2 separate regions of the Arabidopsis thaliana genome follow, and region 2 is linked to region 1. A link is a contact called in public capture Hi-C data. All regions are on one chromosome and are shown on one strand. Each heading gives the region's core, a stretch centred on a gene start, on an enhancer-like site or on the middle of the called end of the contact. The rest is flanking DNA. Distances are from core to core; before and after follow the strand shown.

The links. Capture Hi-C pulls out chosen DNA fragments and counts their contacts.
Region 2: a capture Hi-C map of root shows a contact between it and region 1, with 6 times the contacts expected there. The contact joins the promoter of AT3G22104 here to the promoter of SGP2 in region 1.

Annotation. Positions count from the first base shown.
Region 1 is chr3:7,641,671-7,649,044 of TAIR10.1, reverse strand. It overlaps SGP2 (Ras-related small GTP-binding family protein), which reads right to left and starts at 4,780. Exons shown (of 5, transcript NM_180291.3): 1 at 4,096-4,780; 2 at 3,866-3,989; 3 at 3,649-3,785; 4 at 3,127-3,210; 5 at 2,405-3,019. The coding sequence starts at 4,464. The coding sequence ends at 2,855. AT3G21690 (MATE efflux family protein) reads right to left here. Exons shown (of 7, transcript NM_113064.5): 6 at 7,341-7,374; 7 at 6,656-7,249. The coding sequence ends at 7,184. AT3G21710 reads right to left here and starts at 729. Exons shown (of 3, transcript NM_202621.3): 1 at 288-729; 2 at 1-56. The coding sequence starts at 665.
Region 2 is chr3:7,786,624-7,793,997 of TAIR10.1, reverse strand. AT3G22104 (Phototropic-responsive NPH3 family protein) reads right to left here and starts at 4,656. Exons shown (of 3, transcript NM_113107.7): 1 at 4,119-4,656; 2 at 2,277-3,362; 3 at 1,592-2,187. The coding sequence starts at 4,184. The coding sequence ends at 1,819. PAC1 (20S proteasome alpha subunit C1) reads left to right here. Exons shown (of 2, transcript NM_113108.5): 2 at 417-1,449. The coding sequence starts at 427. The coding sequence ends at 1,179.

The DNA of each region.
Region 1 (7,374 bases), core at 3,531-6,030:
GAGACATAGTCCTCAATTTTTCTAGGAGGCGTCTGAATATGTTCAAAGTGACTGACCTGTTCAATATCATTCATATAAAAATTACACATATGCTCTAACTACCACAAAGGGGAAATTATTTTATTTTTTGAAAGGAAAAAAAGAGACTAATTATTGGAGACAATTAGGTGATAATTACTCACTTATATCTTACAACTTAAATTAAAACTTAGAAAGATTCTTATGGATTAGAATTTCAATCATGGATCAGGTTTTAAGTTGATTGTGTTAGTTAAGTAGTATCTAACCTTAGGGCTGTTGACCGGAGAGCTAGCCGTGTCCTCCAAAGAATCATCCTCACAAATCTTTTTGGTTCTTCCCCTCCCAAACTTCAGTTTCGCCGGAAAATTAACGGGAAAACTCTTGCCGGAAAAGGCATGGGTGGCGGCGTCAGAGACCAGAGAAGTAGAGGTGGCAAGAAGTGAATAAGAACTCTTGTCTTGATGATCATTTTCTTCATGATGAGTAGTTCTATATTGATTTGAGAAATCATCAAGATAAGTTGTCCATCCACTCTCCTCTTGATGATCACCACCATGAGAATCATGATCATGAGCATCAATATCAATATCATCATCATGGGGGTGGTTTTGTTCATAAGAATTACAAGAGAATGTATCCATCATGTAGAGGGAGGAAGGAATAAGCCAAATAAAAATGGAATAATTCTTAAGTGGTTGCGTTGTGTATGTATATATAAGAAAGTCGCTAAATTTTCATGGTGTATTATAAAAAGCAAAATAAAATTAATTGGAGAGATAACAATCGGAATCTTGATGTGGTCATCACATGGGTCCCAATGCGTTGATCTAAATTATTTATAGAATACCTAAAGCCAACGACGGACTTCTAAAGAAGTGTATGGACCTTAACCTATCTTTAGAAAAATATGTCAACAGAACTGATAACTTTTATGTAAAGTGAAATGTTGTTTCAAAAAACAAAGAACATTATTTGCATATTATACAAAAGCATGGATTTAGTTTCTTAGGCCGATAGATATCATATAAGTGGATATTACACACTTCTTCTTTGAGTAGAAACGAAAACTACATTTTTTTCCTTTTCAAAATTAGCATAAACTTCAGATTTTTTATGGTTTTAATTTTTTTCCATGGCGTTCGTTTGACCCATTATTTAGCTTAGATGGGATTTGGCCCAATTTATCGTTGATTTTTCAGGAATTGATTTATACTTAGTTGAGACATTGCTTTCGACCAAATTTATTTATGCAAGTTAAGAATATTGAATGAGATAAACAAATAATGGTAGCATTAGTATACTATTATACATTATGTAAAATGATTTTTTGATGATCGAACCAAACATAGACAAAACAACACTAAACCACGATGAACAAAACAACGATCCATAAAGTGTTTGTCAGTGTGAAAAGTAATATAAAACGGTCGGTTGCGCTATGACAAATAAGTCCTCTAGATAACGTCTTTGATGTGGCTATTTCTTTTCAACTTCCAAACAAATATTTTAAACCCAAAATTTTTAAGGTTTGATGTATTTTTATCATTTTTTTAATTAACCTGAATACAACAAACCAAAATGAAAAAAGGGAAGAGTTAATATTTGGTTCGTTGAATAATGTTGCGTGAAACTTTCAAAGCCTAATAAAGACCTTTTTCTTTATCGTTAGCCGTTACAAAATGATAACACTAGAAAGTTGAAACTATTGGATTTGGATGAGCAAAAACATGACGAAACATGTGAAAAAGGAATACGATGAGATCTCGGTATCACAAAAACCGTAACTGATTTTGTTGGCCGTTTAAAACTGGAGCAGTTAAGTACACATATGACTATTTTTTGGAAGGAAGCTACAATACAATTCTGAATTTTAACTTTTAATCCCTCTTTCATCTTCATATGAATTGGCCATCAACGTTCTTATATAAAATGACATTTTCAAAATCTTGAAATACATCATACATGTATTTTGAGGTTTTAATTCGTAAAATAGCTCTTTTGAAAAACTTAATTTGGCAATTAACATCTCTTTGAAGCTCTAAAAGAAAGTAACAATTTCTAGTAAACAAATCAATTAACCCTTTTATTCTGAAAATTAAAATGACGATAATAGTGCATAACTAATATACCTATATGTGTCGTCAGTGAACGTTTATGGACATTTATAGACGTACATTACAGATCAAATATGTGTCTAAACGAGTCAAAGCACGTCACATTGCAACAGTTTTTGCATGTGTGTTTCTGTTAAATTCTACGATTTTTGGAAAGATCAAATCCGTCATACACTGATACACATTACAGAAGTGACATTCCCATGAATAAATCCCAAAAATGATATTGGTTTTTTTTGTTTGGTATAATTAAAATTGTATAGTATGCAAGAAAACCTAAATTTTGGACACTTCCTCACTTGAGACTATGTAAATGTGAAAACAATTTGATCTTACGTTAATACTCAAAGCGAAATGGTATTTACTATATAGAATTTACTGGAACCAAAAATCTCCAGTGGTCATCGAAAGAGAAAAGATTACAAAACCAAAAGAAATACAAAGAAAAACATATCACGATCTCCTCTTTTCTTTGTTTTCTTCTACCTCTCGAAACCATTTACTCTCCGTTTTTCTTTGTTTGTTTGTTTGTTTGAAAAGAAACAGATAACAATGGAGAAAAGCGGGCGAAATCTCCGCCGCTTCATCTCTCCATTTCGCTTAAATTCGACTAGTCCGATCAGTCCCACGGCGACAAGCTTTAGCGGTGAATTAAAAAAAAAAAAAAAAAACGCATTCTTCAGGATTCGCTTCTTTTATATTATATACAAATACATATTCTAGAAGTCGATGATTGGTTCTCCGATTGTGAGATTGCGCTCCACCGTCCATGGTAAGTCGAAGAGCTTCGCCGTCACAAACTTAAAGATCTTATTCACGTTTATGTTGTATGAAGCACTCGAGAAGAAGAGCGTCGCGTTTAAAGCCTTCGCATATGTTCTCGCCTGTTACACAAAACATTCCAAATGTAAAATAAATTATATTGAATTTCACTGTATTGATTTGTTACTAGAATTCAAATGACTTCAAAAGATATGGTTAAAAACATTACCTGGCTAGCAATTGTCCATTGCAGATCAATAGGAAGCTGAATAAACTCATCAAACTTGGTTCCTACCATAACTGGTATCGCCGTCTGTAATATATTTATCAAACCTATCAGTGTTTAGCTTCACCAAAACAATAACATTTGATCTTAAACAAAAAACATTGAAAAATATCATATTTTTTTTAAGTCTCAACTCTAATTTTCTACAATCACACTTTTAGATCCATATTTTTGTTCTTTGTCTATGCTTAGCCAAAATATACGTTACAGTCGCAACCAATCATCCCCAAAATTCTATACAACAAGACTAGGCTTCGGCAAAATACCGAAACCCGAAGACTCGAACCCGATTCGAATACCCGAACGCCCAGTTACAACCAATCAACCCTAAATTTCACACAACAAGATTAGACCTGGGTAAAATACCCTAAACCCGATCCGAATACCCGACCACCCAGGTCTAAATTTTAAAAGACTTTTAACAAAGAGCCCAAATTTGACAAATGATAGTGAAATTAATATTACCTGATTAGACTTCCTAGCTTGTTGATACCAGCTAATGACACTATTAAGCGTGCAACGACTGGTTAAATCAAACATAAAGAGAATGGCAACAGAGTCCTTGCAAGCCACAGGGATTTGATCTCGTGATCTCTCAGCTCCTATATAACAACAATGTTAATTAGTCTTCACATTATCATTACTGCTAAACTAATGTGGATTAACAACAATGATTAAGTACCTTCTAATTCCCAGATACTATATGAAATGCGAGCACCTCCCATGTATAACGTCTTGTCCGTACAATTTATACCTTTCTCCAATTCTCTCATTTCTACTTCTTTCTCTTCTCCAACATATTTCGCCTTTCAAATTCCCAAAAATTCAAAATCAATCTCAACGCAAATTCAAAATCAATCTCAACGCAAATTCAAAATCGAAAACGTATGTTGGATTCGAAATTATTCTTACCAGGAAGCTAGTTTTTCCGATTTCTGGATCTCCTAAGAGACTAATCTTCAAAGAAACCAAATCAGAATCCGATCTCCGATGACTGTTATCATTATCGTAAACAACCGACGAACGACGAACAAACTCACCACCACCACCACCACCACCGACGACGACATCGACGGCGGGGATCGGAGAAGGAGAAGGACGAGAAACAGTCGGAGACGGAAGAGCGCGAGAAAGCAAGAGATATCTCCGAGATTTGCCAGGAGTACAAGCAACGATTCTACTCCATAACAACCGTGTGAATCGTCGGAGAATCAAAATCCGACGATTCACTCTGTTCCTTAGATTGTTGATTCGAACAATTTTAAGACACGATTGAGCCATTGAGAAAATTCAAAATTCGAAATCGAAATAAGGAAGAAGGAAGAAGAAAGGAGAAGAATCTGGAAAAAAAAGAATTTGAGGAAGAAAGCAGCTTCAAGAAGAGATGGCCAAAGAGAAGCTGCTTGGATCCATTTTGGCCACGGAAGAAAAAGAGAGAGAGATTTGATTTCAATACATAATGCCCGAAGCTTTAGCTTTTCTGTGTTTCTTCCTCTTTTTTCGGAAGAGACGACACTCTTATTAAATGAATTTTGAAATTTACTATTTTTGATGGGATTTGAAAAATTTGCAACGAACTTTTCTGGTGAGATGTGATGACCACATACATCTTTGGGGCCTAAAGTTGACCTATGAATTTTTTGTACGAAAAAGACGTATCGATTATAGTCATGTATTACGTGCTTGCATTGTATGCAAAGTTTCTAGATTTTTTAGTCTGATATTGTTGACAAATTCAGGGTCCGAATGGTGACTGCGTTTTGCGGTGTAAGAAATAAAGTGCAGTACGGTTCAAATAGTAACAAAAATACGTAGATACATATGTATATGTAGAGATTTTGGTAGTGTTACACCACTGTTGCGATGCGGTTTTGGATGTGGTCTATATCACAATTCATGATCTCCGTACTACTACCAATTATCATTCATAATTTTAACTTTGGTGTTAATCAAGTTGATTTAGAAGAACTTATCTTCATGATTTGTAACTTTAAGTGATAAAACTAAATTCATCTAAGACTTATCTAAAGTTAAATCATGTTTGATTATTTTACTAAGAAAATAAAAATGTAATGAGTTAGTTTTCAGATGTGTGCAAGAAAGCATACAATGATGATGTGTGTCTTCATGTACCCACCACATGTGAGCCATGTTTTTGGATGATTACACACAAATGTGGGTTTCTTCCGATAATTTTAAAATACTGAAAACAAGGTTCAATATTCTCTCGACATAATCAAATTATGTAAGTTATAAACAAATCATATGATATTGGGGGAATCAAGTGCTGCTGATTTAATTCGGTTTAAAAATTGTTGGTTCAAATGATGGTATTTTGGTTTAATTATTGAGACCCACGTGAATTTAAAACCCACGTTAAAGAAAAGAGAGGCCTTATAAAGACATGTCTCCGACAACTGTTTTAAAAAAAATTATAACCAAAATGCACTATCGTATAATGGCTGCTAACTTTCCTGAGTTTGAATGATTTACTTAAAGTCGTGATTTCCAATAGACTTTCAAAATCATATAACTACATCTTTCACCATCATTGGCCAACGTTCTAATGGAGTTCAAATTAAATTAGTATCAAACGATTTTGTTATATCTAGATTTTTTTTTTTTTTTTTGTGTATACCAAACTCTTTCATTCAAACTAGAAAGATACAAACAGATTAGGATTATTCAGATAAACTCAAATAGCAAGCTTGAAAATTGAAACACTTTGATATCTAGTAATATAGATCTAATACTGTAAAAAAGGAGTAATTTATTGTAGGTCGTGATACAAATTTACAAAAACTTCAATATATACGTTAGTTTAGGTATACATAGAAAATTGTTTGAGTTTTGATACATTTGTGTGCAACAGATACATTTGTGTTATTTTAAATGACAAACGATTGCCTAATTGTTGGACCAACAAAAGAATAAATAAGACTTAAATGTGTAGACAGAAAATGGCACAGATACAACGTGACGGCCATTATTGGCTTGGCCAAGTATTTACTATTTATATCCTTTTTCGTTGTATGGTTTATAATGAGAATAATGAAAAGAAAAAGTATCAAGAATTTTTCTTCTTTACTTTTTTTTTTTTCTTTTTTTTGAATAAAATGTAAAATTTATTCGAAAAAACGTGTTTACATCAAGTGTAACGGAAATTTAATCGCTCCTTTCTCTAACTTTATGGAACAAATATAACATCTCGTCTAGTAGTTTATAAGAATATTTAGAAGTTCTTACAATCGTTTTCGTTATTTTTTATTAAACACGAATGAAAATAGTGCTTATATTAAAATGTCATAGATGCGTTAAGTAGGCGATTATTTTACTTTTGTTTACATCAAAATTTTGCCACTAACTAAAGCAAAGTTAGAGCAAGATAATACACATTTATAACTATGTCAGATATCGAATCATCAACTCCAAAATTTCTCCTTTGACAAAAAAAAACTCCAAATTTTCTCTGTGCCTCAAGTCCTCAACGCAAATGAGCTGGACTGATTTTATGATGTGAAAACTTTGTTTTATGTATAGTAATTTCAGTTTACTTAGGCCCATATATTAGGCCCATAGATCACCCTGCCCATTTTGTTGGAAGTCCAGTTCTTATTTTCCTTCACATTCTCAACAACAACAAAAATGCATCATACTGAAAGAGAGAAACTTTAATTGCATTCCAGTCTAACAAAATATCATTAAACTAAAGAAAAACTCAGTAACAAAAATAACTAAGATCTATCCAATCAAAGACATGCATATATATATAAATCAATAAAAAATAACGCAGTAACTATTATAATCTTGGCATACAAAAATACATAACCTACCTCTAACATTTTAAACAAGAACACAAAAAACTTAAAATTGAGTTGTAGAAGTTTAAAAGGTTGATCCATATCCTTTTTTACCAGCTCACATGTTACTTTGAGCATTTGCATCGGTTTACCGATGAATCTAATCGGTTCCTTGGATACCAAACTTTCATCAACCTGCATCATTCAGGAACAACTTCTTGTTTCTTGTTGCTCCATTTGTCCAACCTTTTGGAAGCTTCTTCCACCTGAAACAAATTAAAATAACTATCAAATCAATGAAAATATTTACGTAAACACTTAGCGCCTACAGGGCAGCTTAAAGTTTAGCAAACTTACTTCTTTTGTCCAATCTGTTCTAAACGTGACCCAC
Region 2 (7,374 bases), core at 3,407-5,906, 150 kb before region 1:
TCCTGTTTAATTTTGCTGGATCTGTCTTGAGCGAAGTGTTTTCTTATGAAATCTTCAAACTTTTGATAGAATTTTATAAACCCTAGCTAGATTCGATTCTGGGTGATGTTTAGTTTTTAGGTGTTTTTATATGGGCATCAGTGATTGTTGAATTATCTTTCGATTTTTCTCTTCGCTCCTGTGATTGTGACTTTAGGTTTGTGTTGATCTCAAAGTAACATAGATTTATAAAGCTAGTTCATTTCCTTTCTATTGAAGAAACTTGACCTAGTTTTAGTCTAGTTTTTAATCTGAATCAATTGTGTTTGTTGATCGTTGTGATGTCGAAAACCCTAGTTTTCGTGTTTTCGGAACTTGCCCTGTGTCTAATGGAGTATGAATTAGTTGTGTAGACCAATGCATTTGTTGTGGTGCAGGTGTTAAAGAATGTCTCGGAGATATGATAGCCGTACCACAATCTTCTCGCCAGAAGGTCGTCTTTACCAGGTAGAGTATGCTATGGAGGCCATTGGAAACGCCGGTTCTGCGATTGGAATCTTATCCAAAGACGGTGTTGTGTTGATCGGTGAGAAGAAAGTCACCTCAAAGCTTCTTCAAACCTCAACCTCTGCTGAGAAAATGTACAAGATTGATGACCATGTTGCCTGTGCTGTTGCTGGTATAATGTCTGATGCTAACATACTTATCAACACGGCTCGAGTTCAAGCTCAACGTTACACCTTCATGTACCAAGAGCCCATGCCGGTTGAGCAGCTGGTTCAATCTCTTTGTGACACAAAACAAGGATACACACAGTTTGGTGGTCTTCGCCCGTTTGGTGTCTCCTTTCTCTTTGCAGGATGGGACAAGCACCATGGTTTCCAGCTTTATATGAGTGACCCGAGTGGGAACTATGGTGGTTGGAAAGCTGCAGCTGTTGGAGCAAACAATCAGGCGGCTCAGTCTATCCTGAAACAAGACTACAAGGACGATGCAACCAGGGAAGAAGCAGTCGAGCTTGCCTTGAAGGTTCTGACCAAGACAATGGACAGCACTAGCTTAACATCTGAGAAGCTAGAGCTTGCTGAAGTGTATCTGACTCCATCCAAGACTGTTAAGTACCATGTTCACTCACCTGAGTCGCTCACCAAACTGTTGGTCAAGCACGGTGTGACTCAACCCGCTGCTGAAACATCTTAAGCCCAAAAGTATCTCTAGTCTTATTCGCCTGGTACGGTGTCTCCGCTTTATGTTTGTAGTTCTCTGTTTTACAGCTTTCCTTTTGGTTTGAACTTTGAAGTTACCTTTGGCGATGAAACTAGATTTGACAATGTTATGAATTTATCTTCAATGCATCATCTTTTTACTAATGTCGATCAAAGGAACAGATATATTTTATTCTTATCTCTTTAGATTAGTCTGAATTTCTTCAATTCATGACTTGAATACTAAGCATTCTACTTGTCGCGCAAAGTTTTACACGTAACGGCCTCGTCAAAAAGAACTGTTTTATCTTCTAAGTAAACGCAATTACACGTTGAGAATCTTGGAATCACAAAAGAGTAACGTTTAAGGAAGAATAGAATCAAAATTCTAGATTTTTGTTTTGCATTCTTGGTATTAATCTCACAAGAAAATTTTATAGATTTAAGTTTGTATCATCTCCATAAAAACGAATTTATCTTTACTTTTCATTACGCACAACTTTGTGACAAAGAAAACAACACAAGAAAAGATAAATACTCTGAAACATAAGAACCAAATGGTAACTATAATTGACTCCTTATGCTCTCTATCACTCTATGTACAAATATGATCGTAAGCTTACAGCTTCACTAATCAAGAACAGAGCTTAGGAAGTGATCTATTACTTCCTTTGCTCGAGCTCTTGGATCTCTTCTTGATAACTTCCATTTGATTCTGCATTTTCAAACAAGCTCTCTCCAATTCCATTACCCTCCATTGAATCCCTTCGATATGTTCCTTCAGCTTCTCGTTTTCTCCTGAAGTCTCAACCTTCTCCATTCTGAGTATGAGCTGCTTCTGTTGTTGTTGTTGTTGTTGTTGTTGTTGTTGTTCATCTAGTGTCTCAATAGCCTGAAACTTTTGGTTACGCGAAATGTGAGCTCTTGATTCTCCTGAAAGCTTCTCGTAACTTAAAGTTCGTATCAAGTTGAGTTTTTCGCCATCAGTTGTTCCTGTGTGAGCCTGAACGAGCCATTAAACTGTTATTAGTGTGATAAAGATCGAAACATTCTTTTTTACATTTTGAACTTGAGATGAGTGTTGAAACGTACCTCGAGATACATATCAATAGCACGGTATATATCTTCGTGGGATTCTCTGGCTGAATCTGGAACAAGTGTGATGAGAGAAAGAAACTTTGAAGGTTTCAAGCAAGGATCAGGTGCTACTTCAGCTATGTATTGATCAATCAAACTTGAGACTTTCTTCAATTGCAATCCACTTCTTGCCCCATCTAGGAAAGCTTTTGTGAATCTAAGAACAAGATTCACATAGTACAAGTGACTCGATTTCGATGGAGATGGAACAAGAAGATTGTCTAGTGTTGCTTGATCCAGTTGGTGACCTATCATAACCTCCAGCTTGTTCATACAGCTTTTGTTTATGTTCAATCCAAGAGCAAGCCTCAAAACCGCAAAAAGGCTCTTGCAAGGGACACAACTTCGATCTAAGACGCAAAGAGTATCAATGATGGTTTCAAGAATCTTTCTTTTCTCATGAGAAGACGCAGAGCAAAACTTGACCTTCTGATAATAGAACAAGAACCTACTTATGATGAGATTATCAAATTTCCGCAATACCATAAGCTTCAAGAACATTTCAACCAAACCAGAACTCAGAACAAGAACTTCATCGAACCACCAAGTTAACCGAACAGAGCAATTCTTGAAACTCTCTGTGCTTTTACTATCACAAGAAAACCGAAACAAGCTGCTATCTGGTGAACAAGCAGAACCAGCACTAGAAGGACTCATTTCAATGGTTAAACACAGTTTCTCCACCAACGCATCCATCAGTTTCGCGGCTAAAGAATCAACTTCGGGCGATGTTTCAACTTCTTGACACTGTTTTAGACAAAGAAGAACCTCTGGCCAAGCCCAATACCTAATCTCTTCCATACACTTCTCTGTTTGTTCCAAGACTTTAGTGACTTCCATAAACTTAGCAGCACAATGCAAGAAAACTACATTCGAAGGCATCACAGCTACTCGACCGTCATTGTAGCAAAACCTCGATACAAACTCGAAACTCTCAGCTCCACCGGGGAAATCATTGAAGATCACCTTGAGATTTCCACTGGAACTAGTTGATTTCCCCAAAAGCTTTCTTAACGTTCCAGAATAAGCACATATGATTTGCTGCAGTCAAAATACAAACAACACAAACATAAGTTACTACAAGAAAAAAAAAAAAAGCAAAAAACTTTAAGGCTTGTTACTGTTAGTGAAAGAATAAAGGCAACAGTTATTACAAGACAGGAAGGAAATTAAATATCAACTACACAAAGGTCTCTGTGTCTCCAATCATTTAAGATCATCTTCATAAGTCACATAACAAGTAAGAACAAAAGGGAAGTGAATAGTATCCAACAAAAATCCAAATTAAGCCTCTTATCTTCCTAGAGAGGGCAAAATTTTGTTTGATTTACAGAGAAATATGGGAGAAAGTCAGAGAACAAGTATAAGAACAAAAAAAGGCAATAAATGATGATGGAGACATTTTACTTCATTACTCACTTAACTAAAACTCTTGAGTCCATTGATACTCAGAGAATTAGTTGCAGATTCCAAATTAGTGATTGGTTTCACAGGAAGAAAACAAAAAAAAAGAAGAAATTTGTGTGCCCTCATTTTAAGGTAATTTGTTGAGAGGACATTAAATGCTAAATGTAGGAGAGTCACACACAGTACGTGAGCCGTAGTATTATCATATAAAGATACACAAAAGATGTATTTTTAAAATCACATGAACACAGTTTTGATGCATAAATTAGAACTTGTAAATCAAGATTTAACGCAAGAACAAGAATTTAACTAAACCCAGATAAGAAAAACTGAAATTAACATTGAGAAATGGTTAAAGTTTGGATTTTTTGAGCCTAATTTAGACTTTACCTTATTGAGAAAGATAGTTTGTTCTCCATTGATGTCTACTTCAAGATCAGAGCAACAAGCTTCCATATCCCAAAAAGGAGAAAGAAACTAAAAAACACTCTTGGATAGAACTAGATTCTAGCTCTCTTTCTTTCTTGATTCTTCCCCCAAAAGAGAAAAGAAATGTGGTGAAAGAGGTGAGTAACAGTAGAGAGAGAGGTGTGGATTTATGCTGAGAAGAGAAAGAAGACAAAGAGCAAAGAAGCAAGAAACTTTTGTTGGTTTTGTGATTGTCAGATTCTATATAAGTCTTCTCTTATGATGTCTGTCAAGTCAATTAGAGAAGCACCCACAAATTAGTAGTGGTGGTGGGTTTGTATTTTGTTCATTGATAAACAAAACGAAAAATGAAAGTTTTGAGAGTAAATAAAAAAGGAAAGAGACCAAAGCAAAGCAACAAAGGCGTGTCCAAGCAAACACCACTCTGTTCACTGTTATAGAGAGGAAGAGAGAGAGATGAGAACTGAGACCTATTCTCTGACATTCTTGCTAATAAAACAATTTTATTTTATTTTTATTAAAAAGATAAAGGATATTTTTTTTGTTTATTCCTTATTATAATGTAAAGTTTTTTTTTTTTTTAACCTTTTGATCAGCTGATCAATCAGTAATTAATCATTTATTTTTCTGGTAAAGTTTATTTAGTTTAAGCTCAAATGGTGAAGCTTTTTAGGCTATATTCCCTTTAATTTTATAATCATGTTGTATTTATATCTCTAATCAACTTTATTTATTTTAGATTAGTTTAACTCATGAGCCAAAGAGTAAACTTTAGTACGAATGGTGCAGCGGTCAAATGAATTTGATAGAAATTATGTTTACACGTGATGCTTCTAATCAAAGTTATATTTTTTATTAAAACATGATTATTGCTGTTGAAAAATGATTAGTTTTTAATCATCTTAAACAACATACAAAAATAAAAAAATAAAAAATAAAGAACAGAATTCAAAAGAAGAAGTTTTGAAACAACAACCGAAAATTTAAGCCAGCCAGAATTTTTGAAATATATTTAGATAATCAAATTTCTCAAATCTTGTTCTACTTAAAGTTTTTTACAAAAAAAATCTTAAACTTAAATCTTTATTTTCCGTTAAATACCAATATACAAATATACAAAATATTAATTATTGGACCCGACCATAACAAAATTGGTACTATGTGGACCAAACTGAATTTGATTTATCTACCATACTATTTCAAGATTATAATAATTAAAATGGAGGAAAATTTGATTACATCGAGACGTTAACAAAGATACAAAATCAGGAATATATAATATAATTATTATCTTTGTTGATGATGACATACAACTATATAAAATCAATAATTATATATATATATATATACGATAATGTAATATAAAGGGATCTCCGCAAACAAAAATGATGCTTTATTATTACGTTAGATGGCATAACAAATAGTTCAAATAAATATTTACTTTCCAAAAAACATAAATAGTTACAATACTATTCAAAAAAAAACAAGAAAATAGCTGTTAATAAACGAGGCACCGCAATAATAGAGTCTAAAAATAGCATTCGTTAGACAACAAAAAAATATTCTAAATTTTTTTTTTAATAACAAAAATAAATGTTAAATAATAATATAAATAAAATAAAATAAAAGTGTGATTTGGTTTCAACTGCTCATGCACTGAAGCTCCTCCTAACGTGGTGAGCAAAAAAGCCATGGAACGGGGCTCACGTGACTTATACTCTGAAAGGACATTTATACCCTGAATATCAATAGGTATTTACAGCTATTGGCGTAACTGGCCCATTTGAGTGCCCAATAGTGTTGTTTTATGAGACACTTCTTCCAGAGTATTAGCCCATCTTACTTACATAATTGGGAAATTAGGGTGTATTTCGGATAAACTAAACTACGAGGAAAAAATTGAGGCGTAGTATGGCTTCTTTTTATTGGTTTGGATTCAAGCTATATTAAATAAGTCACATCAATCAAAGAAATATGTTGACGAAGAAACCCAAAGAAAATCTAAAACAAAAGTTATAAAACCAAACTGAAATCCGGCTACTAGGTAATAGCTAGACAGAGAGGAGTTTAAATGTTAAGGACCTAAAGGTGCTTACGTGAGACACCAATATTGCTCACGTGGTGTAAAACCTAATAAAGTAATTGCAATTTTATCATTTGTACGTTAGAGAAATTAAAAAGGCTCATCAAGATATATAATACTAAAGAATCTGTTAATTTACTTAGTAAGTTGGTATAGCATTAACAATATACCAATTTAAAACTAAATGGATCAACCAATGTATTGCAGTGACTCACAAGTCACGACGTTCTCTATCAAATTAAACTAATGAACCCTTGTGTTGTACGACACTACTATATGTGTGATTGTGTGTAGTGGCCACATCGATCAGTCCATATGTATTCTTTTGTTTTTGTGATAGAAAAAGAAATTTTATGTATAATAATCCATGAGTTTTGGGTCATGTGGTCATGTCATCTCCTACCTTTTGCTTGAATATGCTTTGGAGGGATCGGATTCCTACTTTTGTTCCTACGTATTTTAAGATTATGAAAATGACGATCATTTCTCACAATCACATTAAAAATAACACACCTTATCATCAACTTATATGTTATTCATGTAACAGAACACTGAGTGTAATTAAAAACAGAACACATTGCATATTTGCTTCATTTGTTGCTCATGAATGATGTGAAATGATTCTATATAACTTGCTTTTGAAAAGAAACTGGATTAAATCAAGGTGGTATTGGATAAACGGAGCATCTTAGGAGAGATATTGAGTTATTAAACGAACATATTTTGCTACAACCATATACTTAAGTAACATCTAGTTATGTCATTATGCGGATATCACACTTTTACTTGGTTTAAGAATGTTATATGAATTGAATATTCTTCAGAAAAATATGTCAAAGGTTTTGGGAAGTGCGACCAAAAAAAATGTTTTGGGAAATGTATTTCTCTCTCTTTTTACACCGGAGAAAATGGACGACACGGACAAAAAAAAGAAACCAAAAGAAAATGCTTTAGTAACACAAATTACAAATTTGAAATGTAAAGATGATATTGCTAAATTTAACGGGCATTGTGGCCCAAATCTCTTCGTTTTCGATCCAAACACTCGTCCATAGCTCTTTTCCCCCCCAACAAACATATGACCCATTTTGAAAGACACTTAAAAGAGCACCTAGAAATCTATAAAATCGACTA